Linked DNA regions of Mus musculus: region 2 is linked to region 1. The links are chromatin contacts, called in public HiChIP or PLAC-seq maps. All regions are on one chromosome and are shown on one strand. Each heading gives the region's core, a stretch centred on a gene start, on an enhancer-like site or on the middle of the called end of the contact. The rest is flanking DNA. Distances are from core to core; before and after follow the strand shown. Region 1 holds the start of Gmcl1 (germ cell-less, spermatogenesis associated 1). Region 2 has its middle 24 kb from the start of Anxa4.

Region 1 (4,752 bases), core at 1,526-4,025:
GCCTGACAACCTGAGTTCAATCCTTAGAACCCACGTGGAAGAAGAAAAGAACCAAGTCCCCCAGATTGTTTCCTTCTCCCATAAGCTAAGGAATAACACCCCTCTCTCATATCAAAAACGTAACGAAACCAACAAAACCACTAGCATTTAAATATGCTAAGGCCTACTCAATGGTATTGAATGACATGTTAGCTTGTTCTCTGAAAACGAGTGATTCTCTGCTCTAGTCAGTGCAGCATGCCTTTTAAGTGTCACATGGAACTGAGCTCAGTGGGGTAGCTATACCCTGTGTTCTCAGCACCACAAAGGACAAAAGTTGCAGATGTACAAAGAACACACACACACTCCTTTGTTCTTTCTGCGTTGGTACTGGGATCACTGACAACATTGCTATGTGACAGTCACTCCAATGAACTTAGATTCAGGTATCAACGCTACCACCTCAGGACTGTGGAATCTCTACTCCAACTTTATTACACTTTGGAGGCATTATTAGGTTCTTTGTTTTGGTTTTAACAGAAGTTTTACCATTACGTGGTGTCTTAGCCAAAATTTTAAGAACAGTGTTTTGTGGCTGAGTGCTTTCAGTGGGCTGTTTTTCTTATCCTTAGGTATAAGTTCAGGGGGAGGGTAGAAAGTCACAATTTTCTGCTCACTCTTGGCTTTTCAGAAGTCCTACTGTGTAGCTAGCTCCTCTAGGCCCCAAAATAATGTCATCTCAGTCATCAACATAATAAGCCAAAGTTCCAAGTGTAGTCTGAGGTTTCTTTCCTCAGTCAGTTCTGGCCTCAATGGGATGCTGGCTTGGGGAAGGGAAGTCAGGGCAGGGGACGAGGGCAGGGGACTGGAATGGGGGGAGGGCACTTCTCTTTTTCTCCATCATCCCTGCTTGTAGCAACAGTGAGAAGAGCAGAGGGGATCAGGTCAGTTCTTGCACTGCCCTTGCTCTGAGGGTGGAGGCTAAGTCCTATGTGGCTGTGGCAGGCTCTTACAGACATTGCCATGGCTCTCCTCAGTATCCAGGGAGCCATTCACCTGCGCTTCCTTAGACAAGACCAATATGGATGTTTTACCCTCTAGGAATTTAGTGACACATGAAGCCACCATGTTACAGTCTAGCTTGTGCATACGCCAAGGCCTCTTTGTTTTTGTTTTTTGTTTTGGTTTTTCAAGACAGGGTTTCTCTGTATAGCCCTGACTGTCCTGGAACTCACTCTGTAGACCAGGCTGGCCTCGAACTCAAAAATCCGCCTGCCTCTGCCTCCCGAGTGCTGGGACAATGTTTTAAGATGACCTCACGTATGTTTCATATTATGTACATTCCTGCGTGTCCCCTGCAGCCACCGTAGTTCTCTTCCTCCCACTTCTCCTTCAACCAGCCTCAGCTACACACCCTCAGAATTTCTCAAACATGAGAAATTCCTCAGTGGCTCACAAAGGACATATACTGCTATAACGGAGTGCAAATGGTGAATTGATGCAGTCAGTTCCGGGGGGGGGGGGGCGAAAAACTGGCAAGAACTCGTAAAGTTGAAAATTTCCCAAGAGCCCGTTTCTGGGATCTGCCTGATGAAGCTTTTGCGAGTGGTGTTCCTGAAAGAGCATCTACGTAGAAATAACTGAAACCCCTTGGCAAGGGAGTAGGCAAATGATGTGTCTAACAATGAGCAGTGACAATAACTAGAGATTCCATTCAAAGTATAGTTTTAGGAGAGGAGAAATCATAGGTTTGGGATGGTCCAATTCCATTTAAATTACATGTCTGAATGTGCAGCAGAAGAGTGGTTATACGTGTAAAGACATGCATAGAAATGGCACAGAGAGGGAGAGGCTGGAAACTGAGAATTAGTACACAAGGGGTTTCTCATTCCCCACTATATATCAATAAAGCTAAAGGGGAGTGAATCAAAGTAAGTGTGATAGAATTCCAAGCCAGTAGTAGGTCCACAGGTACTTGTATTGCTCTGTTTGAAACATTCTATTATAAACATTTTACTTTGAAAGGTATAAAAGGCAGGTATGGTAGCTCAGTGCCTCAACTCCTAGCACTTAGAGGCTGAGATAGGCGGACTTCTGAGAGTTCCAGGGAAGCCTTGGGCTTCAGAGTGACACTTTTCCTTGAAGAAAATTTAAAAAAAAAAAAAAATCGAGGGCCAGGGATGTAGCTTAGTTGGTAGAATGTTTGCTTAGCATTCAAGAAGCCCTGCATCTGATACTCAGCATTTCAGGTCCACGAAGGTGATGTGACACATACATGGCTGTAATCCCAGCTTTCAGGGGGTAGAAACAGGAGATCAAGAGTTCAAGAGCATCCTATACAGTGAGTCGAAGTATGTAGTACGAGACACTGACACAATAAAATAATAATTAAATCAAAACAAGGCAGCAGAAGGAAGGCAAGACCTGGAGGCTAGCTGAGGCTCCAGACTGAACCCGGTCAACACAGCTGGGTGACGGTCATCTATCTAACCGGGCCAGTCGGGTCCTAGAGCCCTGGAAGCAAAGGCCATGTTGGCAAGTCCGTCCTCTTATTAACCGTACAGGGCTGGATGAGACCCCGGAATCGAGGAAGCTTACGGGAAGAACCAGCGACAGAGATCCCGAGATCTGTTAGGCATAAGCACACAGTGCCCACGCCCCTCCGTTGAAGCCGGAACCGCGGAAGTCAGACACGCACCGGGGCTGAGCGCCGCAGGGACGGGCCAGCAGCCTGCGCATGCGCAACCTGCAGCGCAGGCTCCGTCCTCCCGCCCCGCCTTTTCCGGAGGCTCGCCTTGCGCCTGCGCCCTGCGGCGCGCGCTTTGTTGGGAGAAGGAGGGGGCGAGGTCTAGCGAAGCCGGTCCGCTGAGGCGCTACGGGCGGGGCTGAGGATGGAGGTGACTGCGTTCGCGGCGACGGTTGGGGCTGCGCGCGAGGCGGCAGCGGAGTAGGCGGTGGAGATACGGGCATGGCGGGGCGGCCCCTCGGTGCTCCCTAGGCGCCGGAGCCATGGGCGCTCTCAGCAGCCGGGTGCTGCGGCCCGCAGGGCGCACAGAGCAGCCCGAACCCACGCCCGGGGCTGGGGGCGCGGCCCGCAGGTCGGACGCCGGCGAAGATGCGGGCCACAGCTTCTGTTACTGTCCGGGCGGCCGCAAGCGCAAGCGCAGCAGCGGCACATTCTGCTACTGTCACCCCGACTCCGAGACAGACGACGACGAGGACGAGGGCGACGAGCAGCAGAGGCTGCTGAACACGCCGCGCAGGTACGGAACGCCCCGCACCTTGGGGGGCCTGACCCCGGTGTCCTTGACAGGAGAGCGCGGGAGGGTCGGTGCGGGAGGTGAGTGCCCGCGGAGCAGATGGGAGCTGGGCGTTTGCAGACAGACCTAGGTCAGTGCGGGAGCGGGCGCGTGCCGGGCAGACCTGGGGTCAGTGCGGGAGCTGGGCATTAGCAGACAGACCTGGGTCAGTGTAGGGTCTGGGAGTTTGCAGATAGACCTGGGTTAATACGGGAGCTCGCGCGTGTTGGGTGGACCTGGGATCAGTGCGGGAGCTAGAAAGCTTAGGGTTCTGCACATTAAACAGAAGCTTCCTGAGTGTCAGAGCCTCAACCTGAGCCTAAAAGGACTAGCCAGAGCTTCCGCGTCCCTTCCGTAGCAGGCGTTTGCTTTTTGAATAGGATAGCCACGGGAAATTTTACTGTGCATCACTAGCCATAAATCAGTAAAGAGAGGAGCATAGTAGTCCCTGAGATGGACATCTCTCTGTGTTGTCACTAGAGGGACCAGTGATGGAGATTCGCCCAGTTAAGAACAAAGTCTGCTTGTTGAGGTGGGCTGCACTCTGTGTAGGTTGCATAAGATTTTTTTGAGGGAAGAGTTGAAAAAAAAAAATCATTGCTTGTGAAATAGATGTGGCGTATACCAGAATATACTGTGCAGTAAGGATTTTTTTTTTCTCTTTTTAAGGTCACTGTTAGACTCACACAGATGTAATTTTTTAATGAAATTTTTAAAAAGGATCTGCTTATGGACATTGCATTTTTGTTGACAAAAAAAGTGTAGGTGAGCCGGGCGTGGTGGCGCATGCCTTTAATCCCAGCACTCCGGAGGCAGAGGCAGGCGGATTTCAGAGTTTGAGGCCAGTCTGGTCTACAGAGTGAGTTCCAGGACAGTCAGGGCTACACAGAGAAACCCTGTCTAGGAAAACCAAAAAAAAAAAAAAAAAAAAAAAAAAAAAAAAAAGTGTAGGTGGTAGAGTTGGAGCTCAGTGGTAGCGGTAAGATATGTAAATATCTTAGGTTAAAAACTAGGTTAATATAACTTTTCATTAGGGGGTGAATATATTCACAAGATGGATGTTCTAATGAGTTCCAATTCTGAATTCCTATCTGTATTCTGCACTTAATATACTCATTTTCATATGTAAAGTAGAACTATTATTGCCACCTCAAAGAGTTACGCAGATTTTGCAAGGTATTACAATCCTGCAGTAAGCCTCTGGTGGCTGAGACAAGAGCATCAAGTTGGAGGTCAGTCTGAGCCACAAAGTGACTTAAAGGCCATTCTGGGCTGTATCCAGACACCCTGGAGAGAAGAGAGAGGAAGGAAGGGCTGGGAGTGTTGAGACTCTCACAATCTGAGAGTGAGCACAAGTGCAGTGCCCCCCCCCCCCCCCCCCCCGGTTTTAAGATTTGTTTTTATTTATGAGTATGTGGATTTGTGCACATTCCTGCAAAGTCCTGGAACTGGAGTTACAGAGGTGTTGAGCTCC
Region 2 (4,752 bases), core at 1,643-4,142, 83 kb before region 1:
GAAAGCCTCTTAGGATAAAAAGGAAGGAAGGAAGGAAGGAAGGAAGGAAGGAAGGAAGGAAGGAAGGAGAGGAGAGGAGAGGAGAGGAGAGGAGAGGAGAGGAGAGGAGAGGAGAGGAGAGGAGAGGAGAGGAGAGGAGAGGAGAGGAGAGGAGAGGAGAGGAGAGAGGAGGGGAAAGGAAAGGAAAGGAAAACAGGTACTCAGAAGTCCCAGGCTGTTCCAAACCTGCTGGGAACGTGACCGTCATCTTCTGATCACCCTGCCTCTAGTTCACTAATGCTAGGATTCTAGGCCTGTGCTTCCGTCTCCTGTTTCTGAGGTGCTGGGGGTTGAACTCACGACCTCCTGCTTGCTGCACAAGTGCTTTACCGGCTGAGCTACGTCCCCAGCCCCTTTTCTGTGTTTTGCTTTCTGTGTTTTGTCTCACTGTGCAGCTCTGGCAGCTGTGGAGATCCACCTGCCTCTGCCTCCCCTGTGTTGGGACTGTGGGCACCATTTGCTTCTTTGTGACATTTTTTCCCCTAAACCACGCTTCTTAAACATCTTGAAAAACATATATAATTTAAGCACCAGCTGTAATCTTAGCCAGCAGATGGTGTTGCTGTGGTATTTGGAATACATCCCCAAGTTATTGTCACAGTCTCTTAGTATCGTATTACTTTTTATTCTCTGCTTGATATTTTATCAAGGGCAGTTTTTATACTGACTTTACATTTTAATACCATTAGATAACTAACTGTAAAGTATTCCATCAAGTCATAAACAGATGAGTACTGTTATAAAGATTTAAATTTTGATTACACATAAGTGTGTGTAGGTTTGCACAGGTGTGAATGCGGTCCCCATAGGGTCCAGAGGAGAATGTGGGGATCCCCTGGAGATCGAGTTGTGGGTGGCTGTGATCCACCCAATGCAGATGCTTGGTACTGAACTCAGGGCCTCTGCAGGAGCAGGAAGGACTCTGCTGAGCCGTCTCCCAGAAACCATTGAGTTTTCTTTCGTTTTCTTTCTTTCTTTTCTTTCTTTCTTTCTTTCTTTCTTTCTTTCTTTCTTTCTTTCTTTCTTTCTTTCTTTCTTTTCAAGACAGGGTTTCTCTGTGTAGCCCTGGCTGTCCTGGAATTCACTCTGTAGACCAGGCTGGCCTCGAACTCAGAAATTCACCAGCCTTTGCCTCCCAAGTGAGTTTTCTTTTAATAGGTTGTAACTTGTTTAGAGTGCTACTACTACAAATCCACATACATGTATGAAGTCTATATACAGAACTCTTGCCAGTCAATCATAAGAGAAACAAACCCACTTTTTAAAATGGTAAAAACCAGATGCCAGGTGTGATGGTACAAACTCCCAATCCCAGCACTAGGGAGCCTGAGGCAGGAGGGTCAGAAGTTCAAGGCCAGCCTGCACTACATAGTCAGATTCTATTGCAACACTCCTTCAGTATCACGATCCCTACAAACCTGCAGAAGGTGAGAGGGTAGTTTGCCAAAGAAAATATACTCAAGTCAAATAAATATACAAAAATAAGGCCCCCATCAGTCACCTGGAACAGCAATAAGGTAACACTGCACAATCATTAGATTAGTTTTTTTTCATTAATTGATTGATTGATTGAGTGAGTGAGGCAGGGTCTCACTATGTAGACCAGGCTAACCTGAAACTCACAGAGAGAGGTCCACCTCCTTCAGCTTCCCAAGAGCCGGGATTAACTGTATGGCCCACCATGCCCTGCTTAGAATGGCATTTATTTATTTAACGTGTTTGTGCGTGTGTGCCAGCCTGTGTCTTTTTTATGTGTGTCTGGAGGGCAGAAGTCAACCTCAGGTGTTGTTACTTAGATTTTTCATCCAGAGTCTCTTCCTGGGACCTAGAGCTCATCAATGAATCTGACTGGCCAGAGACACTGCTGGCATCCTCCTGCCTGTGCTTGCCCAGCCTGGGACTGAGTGCGTGCTCTGACACCCAGCTTTTTCTGTAGGTTCTAGTGTGAATGCAGATTCTCATGCTTGCATGGCAAATACTCTCCTAACTGAGCCATTGCCTCCCATTTATGAGCTTATTTTAAATGTTTGCTTCCAGGTCTTGCCATGTAACCCAGGCTTGCCTCAAACTTACAGCAAACTCTTGATCTATTTGTTTCAGATCCTGAGTTCTGGGATTCAAGGTCTGTTTTGCCATGCCCAGGTCAAATTTTTCTAAACTAATAACATATTACTGACACAGCTCATGGGTAAAACAGCTTGTAGTGTTTTATCATGTTAAACTTTCCTATTGTGCCACACAATGACAGCAACATGTCTGTATAAAGACCTGATTACATATAGTCATAGCATCATAGCATAAGTCATAATAGCCCAAAACTGAGAGCAGCTTAAATGTTTATCAGTGGGTGAATGGACAAACAAGTGAAACCTGTCTATAAAATGGGGGACCGCTCAGCAACACAGATGAGTGAGCTCCAGACACAAAAAGATACACCTCAAAGGCTGCTGGACCCCAAGAGCACCTACGACATCATTCCACTCTTGTGGTACTTTATAAAAGGTTTAAGAAAGTGGATGCCTGCCTGGTCTACAAAGTGAGTTCCAGGACAGCCAGGGCTACACAGAGAAACCCTGTCTCAAAAAACGAAGAAGAAGGAGGAGGAGGAGGAGGTAGATGCTGATTCCCAAGTATCAGGAGAGGAGGCAAGAACTTGACTGGAAGAGGTAAGAGGTAACTTCAGATGAAATCAACGTTGAGGGCTGCCGCTAGCTGCAGCTGGCACAGCGCTTGTCCAGAAGGCCCTGGATTCGATCTCCTGCACCAGATAAAACCTGGCATGCTGTGGTATGCCTGCAATCTCAGATGGGAGCCGGAAGGAGGCTCCCTGGGGAAGAATGTTTAGGACTAAGCCTGATGACCTAAATTCAATCTTGGCCCCCACATGGTAGAAGAAGAGAACTGCAAGTTGTCCTCTGACCTCCTCTAGTGTGTGCTAGCACATAAGCTAAATAAAGCCTAATCAAATTGTAGGTGTAGGAAGACTAGAAATGCACGGTTATCTTATCCTCGGCTACACAGCCCGTGCTAAACAAGATCCTGTCTCAAAAGGGTCTCTGTGTTTTACGCCTTGTACACATTTATTGGAATGAAACTTGAGCATTTAAAAGGAGAGCACTTTTAGAATATACGTTAGACCTTGATAATTCTGAGCTTTTAATTTTTGTTTGTTTGTTTGTTTGTTTGAGCCATTCCCCTGAAGGAGAACTTGAGAACAGATTGGAAAAATCAGGAAGAGACACAGGATTTGAGGGGTGTGGGAGATGGTGTCAGGAGCTCTTCTGGTTTGGGAAGTGTTAGGAGGTTGAATTAATTAGCCAAGCAAGGAGAGAGAAGAGAGACAGAAACGGTGCTACTGAAGACAGAAGGATGGGAAGGCGAGAGATGGGAATTGTGACAGGCTCCATTTATTTTTCTCTTTATTCCCTTGTCTTGCCTCTCTTGTTTGTTTGTTGATATCTGGGTATGTTGGTAGAGAACCTTACATACTATATGTACTGTTTAATCTCAGTTGTCAACTTGGTGAGAAACAAAATCACCTGGAAGATGGGCCTCTGAGTGTATCTTGGGGGCATTATCCTTTTTAGGTGAATTGAGGGAAGACCTGGCCACTGTGAGGCTGCCAATCTCTAGCCTGGGATACAGGCTGTCATCACTCTCTGCACCTTAGCCTCCATGGGTGTACAGACCACACAATCTGTCCGGCTCCTGCCCTGTGACTTCCTGAGTGATGGACTGGAGCTGTTAGCTGAAACACGCCCTTTCTCCCTTGTTTTGCCAGGTGCTTATCACAGCAAAGGGAAAATAAGACACTGTATGTGAACAGGCTTCCAAATACTCCACTCAGCAATTGGGCCCTCTCGGACACAGAGTGGGGGAGGGGAGGGGAAAGGAAGGGGAGGGGAAAGAGGAGGGAGAGAGGGGGAGGGGGAGGGGGGAGGGAGCGGGAGAGGGAATTAAGATCCTTGGGAGAGCTGCAACAGGCTTCCACCCAGGTGCACACCACCATTCGATTAGCTGGCTCCACCCACCACGGAACAGGGAGAGCCTGGCGGGTTGGACCCCAGCCCCAGATGTCAGGCTTTGAAAGCTTGCTCTCAGCTTCCACGCTCTGCTGCCGCCTACATTCCTTTCTGAAATTTCCTGTGTAAGTATTATTGTCAGATTCAAAAGAAAAGGGAAGGGATGCAGAGAGGCTCCATCTTGCCATTTCCACGTATTTATAAGTAGAACTTCACCCTGCTTTCTAGTGGGGAACACTTTCAGTGCCACACACCCAGGTCCGTCTCTCACTCCCGTTACTCATTCTCCCTTGGGAAGAAGCCATTCATGTAAGGATATGCCCAGGTCAATGGTTGCTCATTGCTGGCAATGATGATTGATTTCTCTGAGCCTGGGGAAGGGCCCTGAGCTTTCCGTGAGCCCTCCTTCGTGGCATAAACACTGCACCAGAGTGGATTTGAGGCTCCTGACACAGTGGAGCTGTTTGTAAAATTCCTGAAAATGCAGGCCTTCCTTTTCACCATCTGTTCTGTGCAGGCTGTAGCCACAGGACACCCACAGAACACAGCTATAGGGGTCAGCTTCCCGCTGTTCCCAAACCCACATTCCTGAAAGGGAATATTGTATTGGTTACTTTTTTTTTTTTCCAAAGCTGAGACCAAATGTCTCAAGAAGCAACTTAAGAATTGTTAATTTTCTCTTCCTTCTCTT

Evidence for each region. HiChIP or PLAC-seq counts read pairs in DNA pulled down with a chosen protein or histone mark.
Region 2: an H3K4me3 HiChIP or PLAC-seq map of embryonic stem cells shows a contact between it and region 1, with 4 times the contacts expected there. The contact joins the enhancer-like site here to the promoter of Gmcl1 in region 1. A contact is called at or near these places in 8 of 39 promoter capture datasets (embryonic stem cells, hematopoietic stem and progenitor cells, hippocampal neurons and 3 more), 13 of 15 datasets of contacts at CTCF or cohesin (CD8 T cells, the G1E-ER4 cell line, the NIH/3T3 cell line and 6 more), 238 of 484 Hi-C or Micro-C datasets (3T3-L1-derived adipocytes, the 4T1 cell line, the 63-12 cell line and 128 more), 51 of 115 datasets of contacts at active chromatin or transcription factors (the 230-238 cell line, CD8 T cells, the NIH/3T3 cell line and 32 more) and 5 of 9 other capture datasets (adipose tissue, embryonic stem cells, liver and 2 more).

The regions. Positions count from the first base shown.
Region 1 is chr6:86,731,401-86,736,152 of GRCm38.p6, reverse strand. It overlaps Gmcl1 (germ cell-less, spermatogenesis associated 1), which reads left to right and starts at 2,775. Exons shown (of 14, transcript NM_011818.3): 1 at 2,775-3,242. The coding sequence starts at 2,989.
Region 2 is chr6:86,814,916-86,819,667 of GRCm38.p6, reverse strand. No RefSeq gene overlaps it. Among named protein-coding and RNA genes, the nearest start is that of Anxa4, 24 kb to the right of the region's middle. Within about 2 kb of position 2,892, at least 56 of the 459 cell types and tissues checked have an H3K27ac peak or open chromatin away from gene starts, as enhancers often do. A contact at or near this core is called in the N1E-115 cell line, cerebellar granule neurons, cerebellum and 11 more, where this site is marked.